2 separate regions of the Rattus norvegicus genome follow, and region 2 is linked to region 1. A link is a contact called in public Hi-C data. All regions are on one chromosome and are shown on one strand. Each heading gives the region's core, a stretch centred on a gene start, on an enhancer-like site or on the middle of the called end of the contact. The rest is flanking DNA. Distances are from core to core; before and after follow the strand shown. Region 1 has its middle 530 kb from the start of Nyap2. Region 2 overlaps Rhbdd1 (rhomboid domain containing 1).

Region 1 (7,948 bases), core at 3,614-6,113:
GGGAGAGAGAGGAGAGAAAGGGAAGGAAGGAAGATGGAGGAAGAAAAGGGTGACCCAGATCCCTGTGGCTTTAAATAGCCACACGTAGCTCTGAATATCATATGAGAGATGGATAATTACAGGACAACTTGTCCAATCTAAGGGGGCAGCTTATATCAATATCAATTGGCTCTGAGTCCTTTGTTCAGGCATTCTGTGGGGTGAGAATTTACTGATATAAATCTGACTGATAAATTACAAGTCTTTAGAGTTTTGATCTTACCCAGTTACAAGGATCTGTGGCAGCTAACTGCGAGATGGGCAGTTACCACATGGGGCTAGCCCTGGAGGCAGCGAAACAGCTGAGGCCTGAGAGTAGCCAGTGCTATCGTGGGATGGTGCAGCCTTTTTATTATTTAATTCAACAGCCTGGGCCAAGGGACCAGGCTAACAGAAATAGTTAAAGAAGAAGAGGTCATGACTTTGAAAGAGAGGGGACAAGAGAGGTGTTGGTGAGGGGAGAAGGAAAGTAGGAATGATGTAAATGTGCTCATGTATGAAATTCTCAGAAACTTATTTGTTTTTAAAACCTCTTGATGATTACTTACTCCATACCACTTGGTTTTGTACTTTCAGGGAAGGAGAACGTCCTGAAACAAACACATTAACGATGTCTTGGGTTTATTCCCTAGAATCTTGGTCTCCAGGCTGTGATAAGAAAGGAAGAAGAGCTCTAAAGGGCAGGGTCTGGAGAGAGGTCCTTAGGCCTGGTGCAAATTCCTGCTTGACTGTGGAACAATAGCTTCTGGAATAGTCCAGACCTCAGATCAGTCTCTGCTAAAGCAGACGTGATATAGCATCTTCAACTTTCACACAAAGGTTAGGTGTGAAAATAAAAAGACAGCGATAAAAGAAGCATTATTAAAACAAAACATTCTAGTGTTTCAATATAAGCCACTAGGAAAGTTATCCAGTGAAGAAGAAGTTGGCAAATCCTCAAGTCATGGAAAGGATTAAAGATTTTGCCCAGGTTATTAAACCTGGTATTAGTTTATAATAAAAAGTACCCTAAAGGAAGAAAGAAGAGAGCTTTTAAATTAATATTTCCTTTTAAGAGTAATACAAGTAGTAAACATGCAATTTTGTAATAAACCAGGAAATTTATAATAAACAAGGAAATTTATAATAAACAAGCAAATTTGTAAAGATACTCAGTTTTGATGGCCAATACAGACCACAAATCAAACCCCAAATGAGTTACCATTTTTTTTGCCAACTCTTATGAGCACAATAAGAGAATTGCAAATGTTTGGAAGGAATTGGAGCAATGAGCTCTTGCACATGCATTGCTAGTGAGAAACAAAGCAATACGATTACTTCAGAACAGCGCCCGCTCGTTCTTGAAAAGCCATGTGCACTGTAAGCAATAGCAATTCCACCTTTGGGCCTTGGTGGAAAAAAATATACATTTTCATTCATACAATCAGTTGTATGTGAATTTTCAGAGCAGCACCGCTCAAAGGGGAAAGGACTTGAAAGTTTATCAGCTGCCGAATGAAAATGCGGTCCACGTGTTCCTCGGAAAACTGTTTGCCAATGAGGAAGAGCAAAATGGGTAGCTCTAAAAAATCAGTGCTCAGAGGAAAACTGTCAAACACACACATTTACTCACACATTGTATGGGGCCCTATTTATGTGACGTATACGAGCGGAAAATATAGAGATAGGATCTGGATTAGGGCTTGCTTTTGGCTTGGAGTATGAAATATTATAATATTATAAATGATGAGCAAATGCCCCAGCAATGGACAAAGGAACACCTTGATGGTGGTGGTGTTCTTGGTGAGAAGCAGAGCAGGCAGTAGTCCTTTGTTCTAGTGTAGTGACCAAAGAGCTGTTTTATGCCTAGGACTCATAAAAATCAAATCAAATCTAAACAGCACAGCACGGCAGGCAGAATATAGACGGAGACCTGCAGACTGCCATACCTCACATAGACCTGCCCTCCAGCACATGGCGCAGGAAGGCTATAGATACCTGCTTGCCAACATGGTGCACAGCATAGATGAAAGATGTCACCCAGGGGCCCATCAACCATGTGCCCAGCCTGCAGTAGGAGCTACCACAATGTGTGACTATGTTGTGGGCAGATGGGAGAGAAAGAGAAGCGCACAATATGCATAGAAGGAAGAAAGGTAGAACTGAAGACGGACAGCCTTTTGTGAGTGACCAGCCCTGCCACCTGGGATGAGCAGGTGAGGTCCCGGTCCAAGATTCCCATGAAGGCCATGTCTGAGTCTATGGCTAAGCTTTGGCAGAGGTCAGTGCCAATTCCTGCAGCTCATTTTACCACTAGAGAACATGGGGATGCCCCTAGTCTGGGCAGTCACTGGGAACCACTTGGTTGTCCAGGGACTATATACAACTGGCCCCTTCTCTCACCCTTGACAGCATTTGGGGGAAGCAGACCCCTATACCAGGCCCAGGCAGCACAGTGGCGTTGGTCCTGATTGCAGGGGCAGGATGACTCCAGAGCATGAGTGTGGGAGAGCTGATCTTGCCATAGGGTGTTATGGGCTCTAGCCCCTTCACCTCTGGCACTTGGAAAAGCTGCTCACAGGGTCATAAGCTCTTCTACCTTTCACCAGCTGCAGCATTCAGGAGAGTTGGCCCTGGTAGATGGGGTGCAAATAAGTGGACCCTAAGTTCAAAGAATGGGATAGCTGGCCACACTACTCTTCTGAGGTGATGTGGGTCTGAGGGTTATGCCCTCTTTTCTCCCCATAGTTGGGAGCTCCCCACCAACTCCAGTGCGTGAGAATGGGAGAGCTAACCCTGGCCCCTCACTGGAAATAGCACTCTGGAAAGCTGACCTAGTAGCACTGAAACAAGTCAGCCCCAAAGGTGACCGTGTTCCTGCTGAGGGCAGTATTGGGTATTGGGTGGCCTAGCCAGAGCAGTGCTGAAGAGCTTGCCCTGGTGGTGTGGATATGGGAGAGATAGCCCATGATCTGACCAGCTCTGCTCTCCCCAGGTCAGGAGATCCAGGCCTCTGAGATGGCCCATCTCAAAATGTGTATCATCTGTGAATGGTTGGGGCATGTGAAAGGGCCGGTCCTGCTGTTCCAAAACTGCAGGATCTCCATGACACAGGACAACGTCAGGATAGCTGGGAGGAGAACCAATGAGGATCCAGTATTGATGGTCTCACAGAAGCAATGGATCTTGAATCAGACCACTGGCTCATCGAAATGGACATTTGCAAGTGAGGAGGTGTGGACGGAGGGATGTATTGTGGAACACACTGTGACATACCACAGCTCCCACAATGAGATATTTTCTAGGCTTTTGTTGTTGTTGTTGTTGTTGTTGTTGTTGTTGTTGTTGTTTGTGTGAGTTCATTGGGGGTAGGTTGCAAGGGTGAGTGGTGAATATGGGGGGGGGCAGGGAGATGAGGTGGACTGGGGTCCATGATGTGAAACTCACAAAGAATCAATAAAAATTTTTAAAACATGATGAGAGTAATGCGTTTTAAATGCGCATCGATATTACATCTCTGTAAATATCTTAGAATCACAGAATCGAACAAGATGAATTTATCATTATCTCAAGGGTTTCTAAATCCGTGTTGTTTTTAAGAGTAGACAAGAACATTTGTATGTTAAACGGGCGATGATGACTAACTGCCCTTCTGTAGTTTTCTCAATTACCTATTAGCATTACCTTGGCAATCAGACTCAGTCTCATTCTCATCAAACTAAATGTTGTTTGGGGTGTAGACTTCTCAGACATAAAAGTCCACCATCATCTTGAATTTTCACACCCAAGAAAACATGAAGTCTGGAGACACTGGAATGAGGTGAGGTATCCTAGTGTGCTATCAGTCATGAAAGTTTGTGCAAATTCAATGTCATTTTAATTACAAGTGAGTGGAAGTTACTTCCCACAAGCTGTTTTCAGAATCAATCAGATTTATTACATTCCGAGACTAGTATGAGCTTATCTGTAAAAGACCATCATATGCATCCCTTCATGACAAAGCCTTTAAAGGAAAAATGGATTCTCATTATTTTGTTAGTATGTTGTGTGTCAGAGAAAGGGATGCTGTGAGAAAATGAAAGTTCTCTGGCATAGAGCATCCCTGAATCAGAGTACCCACTGCAGGCTTCCCAAGCCTCCCGACCCCTTTGCTTTCAGACAGACGCTTTGCAGAGACACAAAAAACTAAGGGTCCCTTTTGGCTTTGATTTCTCTGTACCAGGATGCCTTAGTGGGGATACAATGTCCTAACGAACACGGAACTTTCACGGAGGTGGGGAGTGGGGTGGGGATGGTTGAGGACCTGCTCTCTGTTCTCTCTTTGCATTCTAGGGATGCAATCTAAACCACCCCTGAAGGGATCGCAGTGACATCTCGCTGAAGTCCCCCTAAGCTGCACATCTGGGAAAGTCCTCTCAAGACCCAAGGATCTTTCTAACAGAAGAATGCTCCTACAGCTGGCATCCTCCAGGAAAAGCTGGTGTGTCATTTCAGTATTGAGGACCCGAGGACCCAGGCTCTGAGGATGTGACTATTTCAGGAGCAAAGGCGCCCCCAGTTTTCGGCTTTCCCCTCTCAGAGGCTGTCAGCTCCCATAGCCTCTTCATTCCTTCCTTCTGTCTAGACCCAGGGAAAGGGAGAACCCAGATTCCAATCTTTTCCCGGGAGCCTGCAGCAGCCTCTAAGAATACAGTACACTAGGTAAAGCGTTTTGTTTGCTTCATTTCTCCCAGTTCAGTTAGGTCGTTCGGTCATCATCATGGTGCACTGGTATTTTCTAAAGAACTGCCCGCTCCCAACAACACTCTCTTTCTTCCCACTGGAAACAGAAACACGTCCTCTGCAGGAATTTTCCACTTAGCAGCCCTCGCTTCCCTGGCTGTGGCCTCACACCAGCCTGCAATGCTGTATTTATTTCCACTGCAGTTTGTCGGTTTTCTTTCCTTTTTTTTTTAATCCAGCACAATGAGTGGTATTCAGTCATTTTAAAGCCACTCAACCCCCTCCTACATCTTAGCTCTCTTTTTAAAATAATGCATACTTTCGAGCAATGTCAGGGAGAGCCAGAAGCTTTTAAGCGACATTACAGTTAATTAGTTATGTCGCCATCACAGAATCATCAGCATTCTGGTCATCAACCTTCCCCTCTTCTCCCCTCCCCTCCCCTCCCCATCCTACCCCATAATTTTCTCATCCCAGACCCCTTTCCTGTCCTGTAAACACATTAAAGACAAACCTCACGGTCCATATACTTTTCTCCCAATTGTTTACCTTCGCAAATTATTTCCTTTGAGCAATATTTACAAACTATACAACAGGCCTGACGCGATGATAAGAGAGGAGACAGATTGCTTATAATCTCCGCAATAAACCAGGAGCAGAGCTTGCAAATGTGTTCTCTGCCCTGACTGCTGGCATCAGCAAAGGCTTGCAGCTGAGCCCGATCTCAGCGCCACTCCCCACATCTCAAAAGCTGACTGCAGAGCTGGGGGCCCTAATGCCAACCCAGGGAGTCCTCCGGGGCAATCCCAAGTCTCTAGTGAATGCAGGGAAACGGGGGCATTTTAGGGGAGATCAGCCACTGGGTGAGGTACAGGGAAATGGTGCTAGCCGCCTCAGATGAAGACCTGAGGACCAGTGACCACAAAAGCCTGCAGTGCGGAGCTCTGCGGAGCCCGCGACAGGCAGAAGGAGGAGGAGCCAGGAGGAGCCTCCCCCGTCTGGCAGGGTGGTAGCTTCTCAGACAGTCTGGCCCAGGGGGTCACAGGAGCACAGCAGAGTGTCTGTAGAAGGAACTAGAATTTCGAAGATATAGAGGGGGTGGGGGGGAGTTTGTTCAAGCTGGGAGGGCGGGCCCCAGGGGGCGTATGCAACAAAAGAAGAAATAGATTGCAGCCTTGCAGGACACCTAGGGTATTTCTTTCAGGGGGCATTACTTCCACTTTTAGGCAGGAACAAGAGCTGGAAGCCAAACAGCAGCACAAGCTGACAGCTCCGAGGTGATCAAAGGGGACAGACTGAATGTCTTGCTCTGCGAGCTATTTATTACAAAGAGAGGGGTGCTCCTGGCCACGCTGAAGGGGAGAGGGATTAAGATCAAATAGAAAGACACCGGCCTGGGCCTGACTCCTTTATGTAGGAGAAGGAAACGGGCATGGCACGTACATTTTAATATATGGATATTTAAGTGTACTTGTACTTGAAGAATGGTATTCCATACAAGTTTACTTCTTCCCATGGACGACAACACACACACACACACACACACACACACACACACTTCTGTGATTTGGGGGAGAATCTGACTTTTTTCTAAGGGCGTCAGAGCAAGGTGTGAAAGCACCCTTCCTTATTTAGACAGGAGATACCAGCAGACCTGTAAGTGGGTCCTCCTTAACACATGGGCAGAACTCTATACATACCTTACAAGCTCCAGCATGAGGGATGGTCCCATAGCAAAGGCATAGGAAGCAGAAGGGAGTCTGCCTGGGCATTGGGCACAGTCTCTAGAAACACATTGCAACTAGATAGAAAGTCTTGCCTGAAGTGGAACACACTTTTGTACATGGTAACGTGTACATACGTGTTTGCCTTTTTCCACTAAAAGTTGACAAGGTGAAGCAATTCAACAGTTTCAAACAGACTAGCTCTTGCCCAAATTCAATGTAAAACATGACATCTCCCAGGAGCTCCCACTTGCTCCAAATTATTCCGTTCCCCAGGAGTCATTTTTATGCTACCATCATCTGTGCCTTATATGTATTTTCACACGCATATATGTTTTTAAACATCTTAATTTCATATATATTTCTGTAACTTGATTTTTATGTATTTATGAGACAGAAAATTTTTGTATCCGAGCCTATAAATCTGTGTAATTCTTCGCACAGCTACACAGTATTTTGTGATTTCTAGGTTTTATTAATATTGTAAGTCATGCTGGAACTGATACTTAGGTATTTTTAGCATGCACATTGGTGCTCTATGAAGGCCACACGCACTGGAATCAGCGCAGCATAACATTGTTAACTTAATAGGATACCAGCAAAACACTTTTCAGAAGGACCAAGACACAACTTGCATGTGACTAGACTTTTTCATTCATGGTCTCTCAAATAGGTCTAGAAAAATGGCTCCGTGGGTTAGAGTACAGTCTGCTCCTCCAGGTCAGGACCCAGGTTTAGTTCCTAGTACTCAGCTGATGACTAAACAGCTTTTAACTCCTGTTCCAGGGGAGCTGGTACCCTCTTCTGGCCTCTGTGGGCACTACATGTACATGGTACACAGCTATAAATGCAGACAGAGCAGCCACAAACTTAAACAAAAATAAATCTCAAAAATGATTAACAATGCACTGCCATTATTTCAACAACAACAACAACAACAAAAAAAAAAAATCCCAGGTTGCTTTCAGATTTTTTCTGATTACTATTGTGTTAAAAAAATCTTACTTATTTGATCATCATGTGTGTGTGTGTGTGTGTGTGTGTGTGTGTGTGTGTGTGTGAGAGAGAGAGAGAGAGAGAGAGAGAGAGAGAGAGAGAGTTTGAGGGTTTTCTGTTCACACACTTGTCCCTTTCACTCAGTATGTTACGTGGTGTATTTCTCAGCTGCGTTCCTTCTTTAACTGCTTGGGTACTGAAGGTTGACTTCTCTCAGTTCAATGTTTCTCTATTTCCCTCATTTGGTGAAAAGCTACTTAATCCAAGACATGCTCTCTCCTCAGAGTAGCTAATGATCACTGATTATTTGGGATGTATATAAACACATATCTAATATTTTCCACAGACGTTCTGAATTTTCATTTACTTCCTCAGCTGAGAGAGATAAGCTATTGCTACTAACATCAGATAAGCTTTTGCTTTTCCTATTGTACCAGGGTATTCTATTACAGGAGAATAAGTTGAGTCCAGGTGGAAAAATAAAAGAT
Region 2 (7,948 bases), core at 2,257-4,756, 800 kb before region 1:
TGCCAGGAGAATTCATGGGCTTAGCCTGTGATCTCAAGTAGCTGCTGCTGTCCTGCCTGTTGGTGCCAGTTGAAGGGACCTGCCATGGACCGGATGCTTGTCCCTTCTCCTAGTCCAAATGATGAAGCCCTAACCTTTACTGTAGTGTATCTTCAGGTGAAGGCTTTTGTGGGGTATTAGATGAAGCCTCTACAATGGGGCTGGTGACCCTGTAAGGGGATGAGGAGGCCAGAGCTTATTGTCTGCCATAGGCACAATGGGGAGGTTATCATCTTAGGTAAGGGACCACCCTAGAGCTCAATCATGCTAGCTCTTGGAACTCAAACAGGGGAAGCCAGGAAGCCACGGATTTTGGAAATACAGTTCATTGTGTTATCTCATGAATTTGCCTGGGCCCTAGAGTTCTTGACACATTTAGGAGCAAGAAACAGACTGACAGATGACATGTCATACATACATATACATATGTATACATATACACATATACATACACACTCTTAAAGGCCTTAGATAGTCACGCTATACACTTTTCAAAGACCACAAGCCTGGGCAGTGTATAACTACACGCCCAGAGGTATTGAGATCAATGTATAATTATGGAGATAACCCCTGACCTGGGAAATTGTTTCTGACAGTCTCACTGGACCAGAGAAGCAAGGCTGTAGTTCAAATCCATCATTAAAGCTAAAAGCCCTCTGGGCATCCATCTCTTTCAGGTGCAACCCTGGCCATGTCAGTCAATCCCAGGCCTGGGCCAACGGCTCTAAGGAAGGACAGCCCAGGGTAGATCCAAGACAGAAAACAGCTTTCATCTTACAGACTCATTCTTTGCCAGGCCAAAGCAGCAAAGAAAGAAAAGCAAAGACGACAGGAGGTCAGGAAGCTGAAACCCAGCCAGAGGAGGCACTCTGGAGGAAGGGTGACGTTTACAACTCTGGAGTGGCAAGACCTGGCAGATAACTTGGAAGGTGAGGACAGTCCAACCCTGTTTCCTACCCAAATGGATAAGCTGTGAGCTATGTAGCCTGAGAGGCCCTCTGGAGAAACACACGAACGAACAGAAGCCTTGTCCTTGGTCTCTAGAGCCCTGGCACTCTATGTGGGTCAGTCAGCCCAGACGGTGATGGCCGAAGCCAGTTCTAGGATGTGATAAACTATCCTAGAAGAAGCATATGTTTCTGAGTGTGATGGCATTGAATCTAACCCTGAGTCTAATTCCCACTTTCTGTGTGGTCTTCTAGGTCTGATAAACTCATTCCTACCCAGAATTCTGACCTTGTGAGCAATAAGACTTGTGCATCTGTGTGCATCTCTATGCATGCATGTTCTTGCATGCACTTGTGTTTGCATGCAGGTGTTCTACATGCGTGTCTTCACTAACTTACATAAGAAGAGGCTGCCCTGAGACTAAAGGCACCTTCAACAAACAAATCCTCCCAGGGGTGTCTCAGGGACATTTAAATGCTCTTAAAATAGCCTGCTTCTAATAGCCTCAGACTGGTGAGAATTAATCTCAGAAGTGATTCTGAGGTGTTCTGTATGATTGGGATAGCAAACAATGCAAGGGAGTTACTCCTAAACACCTACTCATCATGATTAGAAAAGTACAGAGTACATTATGAACAGAAAGGGAAGACACAGAACTTAAGATGCTGAACCAGACTCATCCTGGACAGCTGAAAGGGTAGAAGAAGAGAAGAAAAATTACCTCTAAGCAGTTTTGGAAACACATGTGGTTTGCCCTATAAAAGGCCAGGACTGGGAGGCCTCTCTACTGTTTCAAGAAAAAAAAGAAAGATTTGATAACATTTGATGGCACATGCTTAACCTCAGGAGAAACAGAGGTTAAAGGTCAGCCTTGGCTACACAGAAAGCCCCAGGCCACCCTGGTTTACATTATGATTCTATCTAAAAGTAAAGATAGAACACTGGAGAGTGTGGAAAGGAGATTCTGTGAGTGGGATCTAGGACATCATCAACATTACAGAATTTCAGGACAGGAAAGAGGACATGGTTTTCCTAAGAGCTGAGAGTTTGGCCCTGCCCTAATCCCCTCGGCAATCTGTTCCGGCTGCATGGCTGTCTTGTTTTGTTCTTCGAGTCATTTCATCCAGCAGAATCCAAATGTCACCTCCAAACCTGAAGTAATAAGCACTGGAACTTGCTCTGTGGCTTCTTAGCTGTGGTGCGGACCCACACGGTGAGTGTGGAGAGACAGCTGAGTTTGAGCGAGGGCTTTCCTTTGCTCTCAGACAAGTTCTTGGTACTGGTCCTCGACTTTCTTATTTGTACAATGGAGAAATCTAGGAAACGCACAAGTGCATTCTAAAGACCCAGTGAATTAAAGGAGTCTAGCACCCAACCTGAAGGAAACTCGTGAGTGAGTCTGTTTCTCTGGTAACTCCCTTCCATTTGTTTTCTCTCTCCCTCCCTCCTTCCCCCTCTAGGTCTCTTTTTTTTCTGTCTCTTTGTTTCTTTGTTTGTCTCTGTCTCTGTCTCTGTCTCTCTCACACACACATACACATACACACACATGCACCTCCACCATTCATCCAGTCATACAAGCCAACGTCTGCCACACCCTTGATACACCCTCTACCTCAGCATCCTCCCATCCTACCCCTGTGACTTTCACACACATGGTCTCACAGTCCTCATACAGCCTCAGGTCTCAGCCCACTGTTCTGCTGCTTTCAAACCATGAGCATAAGGCTCCCTTGCCCGAAACTTTCCCCACTCGGACCGGTGGAGTGCTAGGAGGGAGCCTGGAGAAGAGAGAGGCAATCGGTACAGAGAAAGTTTGGGTTAAAGAAAGAAAACAAGGAGGCCAGGCAAGGTGGTGATACCTTTCATACCTGCGCTTGGGAGGGATCTAGGGCAGCCTGGACTACAACTTTGTGACCAAGTTCTAGGACATAGCGAGGCCTTTCTTCAAGAAAGAAAGCACAAGAAAACAAGAACAAAATTGATTTTTTTTTTCTGTAAATGCACCATTTCCCAGCATTTCTTGGATCTGAAGACAGCCGGGTAAGGGCATCTGACTTGGCTGAAGGCCCACACCTGTTTTCAAGATAGCTCTCTTAGGGCACAAAGACTAAGGGCAGTAAAGCCCCAGTGAGGAGCTCTGCCAACATGACTGATGTAAATGGAATGTGAGCCTATGAGTCATTTGTAGCTTTAAATACTATAGAGGAAAGAATTTGTAAAACATGCCCAAACAGCCTGGCTTTGATGTGGTGAACTCTTTTAAAACCACATTGTTCAAATTGATGCTAAAATGCGAAGTCCTCATGCTTACAATGGTGTTATTGCAGGAGCACAGAAAAAAAAAATGTTAACTTTAAAGGCAAGACATAAACTTCAGAACAATGGGGTGGTTCCCAGCACTAATTCACGAGCTGCTAAACCTCAAGAGGCTAGCAATGGATGTCTTGGCCTGATTGGGGAGCAGCTCTTTATATATATTTGATCTTGTTAATTATGCTGTAGGGCTAGGGCAATGTCTCAAGGGTCACCATTGCTCCTGGGGCAGGCTACAAATTACACATAATGCACTGCTCTGTAACTGACATGCTGTGAGCCCGGCTAGCCTTTCCAACACAAAACACCTACACCCCAGTCGTTTTATTATAAAAGACAGAAGGGGACTCTTTGGGATTATAAACATCTGAAAACAACATTGTCATGAATTCCAGTCGGTTATTTTGGACACACAGGGGATGCGTACAGCTGAAGAACAGAGCAAGCACACTTCCATTCTTGTTTACAGAGGAGGAGGCTGAGGCAATCACAAAGCCAAGATCACACCGAGTACAAGAGAAAATGAACAGAATCAGCTGCAGGCAGAGTCCAGACCCCAGGGATGTAAGGCCCAGTGACAGTCCTTGACCCCTGTAGCTCGGCTACCTCATCCCGAATGCAAAGGGCACAACTTTAGAGCCTCAGAGAGCCAGGAGGCAGACTTGCCACAGCCTGATGGTTCCAGGACCCCATGCCTTGTACCAAGCACCAGGCCTCCCGCTGTGACCTTGTTTGAGGTCTTAGAAGAAGAGGTGGATCTTCCAGAGGACAGGTGGGGCACACTAAAATGAAGCCTCGGAGTGAGACAGAGCAGAACAGCAGAATCATGGTTGAGGAGTAGCAACACCTTCATGCCCCGGGGCCCAGGGGCCTACATGCTAGATGCTTGTGATGGGCCCGACTTTGTCCTTTTGCCCGCAGTACTGACAGCTCCCCCTAGGCACAAGTGGATACTTCTTCCCACTCCCTTCCCTTCCAAACAGACAACGGCCCCGTGTGTGAGTCCAGCGGGTTGCTTTTTGTCCTCTTAGACAAATGGAAGTTGTAGAAGAAATTAAGTCGGAAGGAGCATTGAACTCCAGAGAGCTCGTCAGTGTCCGCTCCAGTGCATGAGGACGAAGAGGGAAAGGCAGAAGGGAGTATGAGGTGGTCAAGGGTCATAAATCTTGATAATTTATTAAAATGGTCACAGCACTGGACAGTGCCTTTAATGCTGCTGGATGTCAGAACAGCTCAAGCTTGTGTCAGCAAAGTCACCCAGTAGGCAGGCTCGCATGCTCGTCCTTCCCTGTCTGGCGTACCTACCCTCAGGGGTGGGGGAGGGCACTCTAGGTTTAAGTATAACCAGGGGATAGAGATGAGGCAAGAGGCAGGGGATCTGAGGGAAGATGAACAGCGCTGTAATCACACTTCAGGAGAACACCATCCGAGGCTCTATGACCCATGCACTATTAGGTGCATCTATAGCTTTTGGAGCTCAGTAAAGCAGAGGGGCCACCCAGGATCACCTCTGTCTTACAGACGATAAAGTGGAGGCAGAAGTTAACGAACATAGCCAGCTCTGACAGTGTCTGAAGTGAAACCAGCTCCCCGAGTCAAGCACCCATCCCTGCCACCTCTCAGCCAGGATTCAAGAGAAGGGGTCCCTAAGGGGTCTTGCTCAGGTAACCCATAACCTGTTAGAACAGAGGTCAGATTACAGATGCTCAAAAGTGTGGATGGCAGCAGTTAACCTTCCACCAAACAAGCTTTACTGATTTCTCTCTTCCTCTGGTTCACAGGAGCAAAAGGCCTAGGTAATCCCAGACTAAATTTCAGTCTGTTAATTGATAGCAAAGCATGCTTAGAGCTGCAAACACAACATTTGGGAGGCCCAGAATCCTAATCACTTAAATCCATGCAGTCATACTGTGTGCAAAGGATCTGTGGACGAAGAATGCACTGGCCATACCTCCAGGCTGCAAATCTGGGCAAGAAAGTGGCCTTGAGAGAATTCTGTGAGGCAAGCCAGGGCTCCAGACCTTCTGTTGCTTCAAATAGACTGGCCCTTCTGCCACAGGTAGGCCAGACGTGCCAAATGGGAATTCCTAGGGGTGGACAGCTAGTTGGGTAAAAAGGCAAAGCCACAGGCTCAGGCTGACTATGATTACTTATTGGGTCTACAGTTGTCCACCCAAGCTCAGAGAGACACTGCAAGGTAGTACGATGCTCAGTTCTGCAGTGAGAGAAGCGGCTCAGAGCTCATCCCATTGGGGTGCTACTCATTTACATGGCAAAAATGAATGCCAACCAAAGGCCCGGCCTTTGCGAGAAGGGAAATCTCTGCAAGAAAACAACTCGGACAATGCGAAGTCCCTGCTGATGGGGGTGACGCATGGAGAGTGGGTGTGAGAGGTCATGTCCCAGAAACCAGTCTCTGAGAACACTCCTGGGGCGCTGGAGCTTCGAGCTTAGTAACTGAGCGCTAATCTTCAAATGGGAGACAGGCTTGAGTTAACGTCAAAGCAAAGGAGAGGGTGAAACAGAGAGAGAACAAGAACAACGTCACCACCCTCCGAGAGTGGAGCCCGGCCTCTCCCCTGCCACTCACCCACAATGGCCACCAGCAACTCTAGCCAAGAAAAGGTCTCAGCGATGCTCTAGGGTAACGGCTGCCTCCTAGTGATTCCAGGGAAACCTCGCTCTCTCCCTGGGGGAGAGGGAGTGCACTTTGGGATCCCTGTCACTGATTAAATGGTCTAGATGAGTTTATAAAAAGATCATCTGAGGGTCGTTTTATGAACACACACACTCACACATACACAATACACACACACACACACACACACACACTCACACACACTTATGTGCTATGTAACACTGCAGTCAGTGATAGACAACACGTATGACACCAGTCCCTTAAGATTACATTATCTACTAGAAGAGCCCGACCCAGTGAGACCAGAGACTGTCCATCCTTCTCCAGGGAACAAGCCTGTCTTACTTGTGTGGTACCACTACTAAAGATACACGGGATGACCAAATCCCAAAGAATTTTTGTGAAGGGAGGGAAAGTCCCCTCTCCTGCCCTGACCCAAAACCTTGGACCATGAAGCAGTCCTGCAGGCTGAGTTTAGTCACCACAGATGCCCCACTTGGTTGCCAGCGTCCTTTTCTACCCACGGCCTGCTTTAAGGCACGAAATGATGCTGAGGATGGACTCTGTTTCCCTTCCTTCCTCGTATCTAGGAATCTCTTTGTATACTTCTTCCATAAAATGGACCTTTCCCCATCATGTTCAAATCCCATAGCTCTATTCTTTGGAATTTTCAGTAAGATGTCACATTCTGTGAAAAGCCTAGAATTTTAAATTATGCAGAGAAACAGGCAGAAAAAAAAAGTGCCTCTTTGATTCTGCCAAGGAACTTATTTGAATATTCAGATATTACTAAGAGTCACATTTATTCCACGAATGTAAGGCAAATCAGAATAAACTATAGCAAAAGGCAGAGAGTTGATTACGACTTGAAGGTAGCTATTGTGTGGCATAAACAAGAGCCCCCCAGCATCCTGCAGTCTATTCTGTCTTAGCTGTTGCAGAACAGACAGTGCTTAGAGAGAGAGACCATTGACAGACACAGAAACACCACTGCTGTTCAGAGGGTCTCTGTGTATAGAACAGACTAGTCTGAAACTCGTGATCCTCCTGCCTCAGCCTCCCGAGTGCTGGGCTTACAGGCGCGCACCAGGGCACTCTTCACTATATTTGGAATGGTTTGCAGAATGTCCTTTTAGCTTCCCCATGACTGTAAAATCAAATAAAATAGAGGCTGCATCTTTCGATATGTTTCAGTACTAGACTTCATGTTCCAGCGATTTGCTTGTTTGTGTTACTTCTTTTATCCCTTCCCTCAGGCACTTGGTCATTGAACAAATATTTATTAAGCATGAACCTGGCCTTTCTCCTAGCTCTCCACCTGCAGGAACAGTGTTGGGGGACAATGGGTGTTGAAAGGGCTGTGAAAATGCACAGTAATTCATTGACTCCAAAGTAAAGAAGTTATGAAAAATATAAAGAGTATTCAATTAGATGCCTATTAAAAGTTCTATTTCATCAACTTATAACTCAGTTACAAAGATGGTACCATATGTTTGTGTTCTATATATTTATACTTTAACTTTGTCTTTAAAAACTAAGGACAGGACTGCAAAGGCTATAGTACACTGGAAGGCATATGGAATAGGCTTCTGAAACTCAAGTCCTTAAAGACCCTCCAAGGTCAGGTATCATGGCCAGGATGTGTATAACTCTCAGCGGATGACAGTCTGCTGGAGGCAGGCACCTGTCAAAATAGCGGATCCGAGAAGGGATATCTCAACTCCCTCGTGAATACAAGACAGGAACTATGGCACTCAGGAAGGGTTTGAGGACAAACATTTAAAAAGCAGATGGAGAGACATCCCGGAGGCTGGCAGAGCCCAGGGGGGAAAGTGTCAACTGCTTGGCACCCTGTCCCTGAATGTGGCGAGGCCTCTGGTGGAGGGGCCTGATTGCCTGCACAGGGAGTCAGTACTGACCCAGACCCAGACACATCCCAAACATGGCTGCCTCACTGCCCTGTGCAGTGGACGGTGCTCTTGACATACAGACGCTCACCTGGATGCCCAG

What was found. Hi-C and Micro-C count contacts between places; a contact is called where the count stands out from the background.
Region 2: a contact with region 1 is called in a Hi-C map of frontal cortex, with 1.7 times the contacts expected there. The contact joins two enhancer-like sites. A contact is called at or near these places in 1 of 12 Hi-C or Micro-C datasets (frontal cortex) and 1 of 1 datasets of contacts at active chromatin or transcription factors (oligodendrocytes).

Annotation. Positions count from the first base shown.
Region 1 is chr9:90,381,641-90,389,588 of GRCr8, reverse strand. No RefSeq gene overlaps it. Among named protein-coding and RNA genes, the nearest start is that of Nyap2, 530 kb to the right of the region's middle. Within about 2 kb of position 4,863, at least 45 of the 93 cell types and tissues checked have an H3K27ac peak or open chromatin away from gene starts, as enhancers often do.
Region 2 is chr9:91,175,404-91,183,351 of GRCr8, reverse strand. All of the region lies in intron 6 of Rhbdd1 (rhomboid domain containing 1), which reads right to left. Among named protein-coding and RNA genes, the nearest start is that of Rhbdd1, 78 kb to the right of the region's middle. Within about 2 kb of position 3,506, at least 7 of the 93 cell types and tissues checked have an H3K27ac peak or open chromatin away from gene starts, as enhancers often do.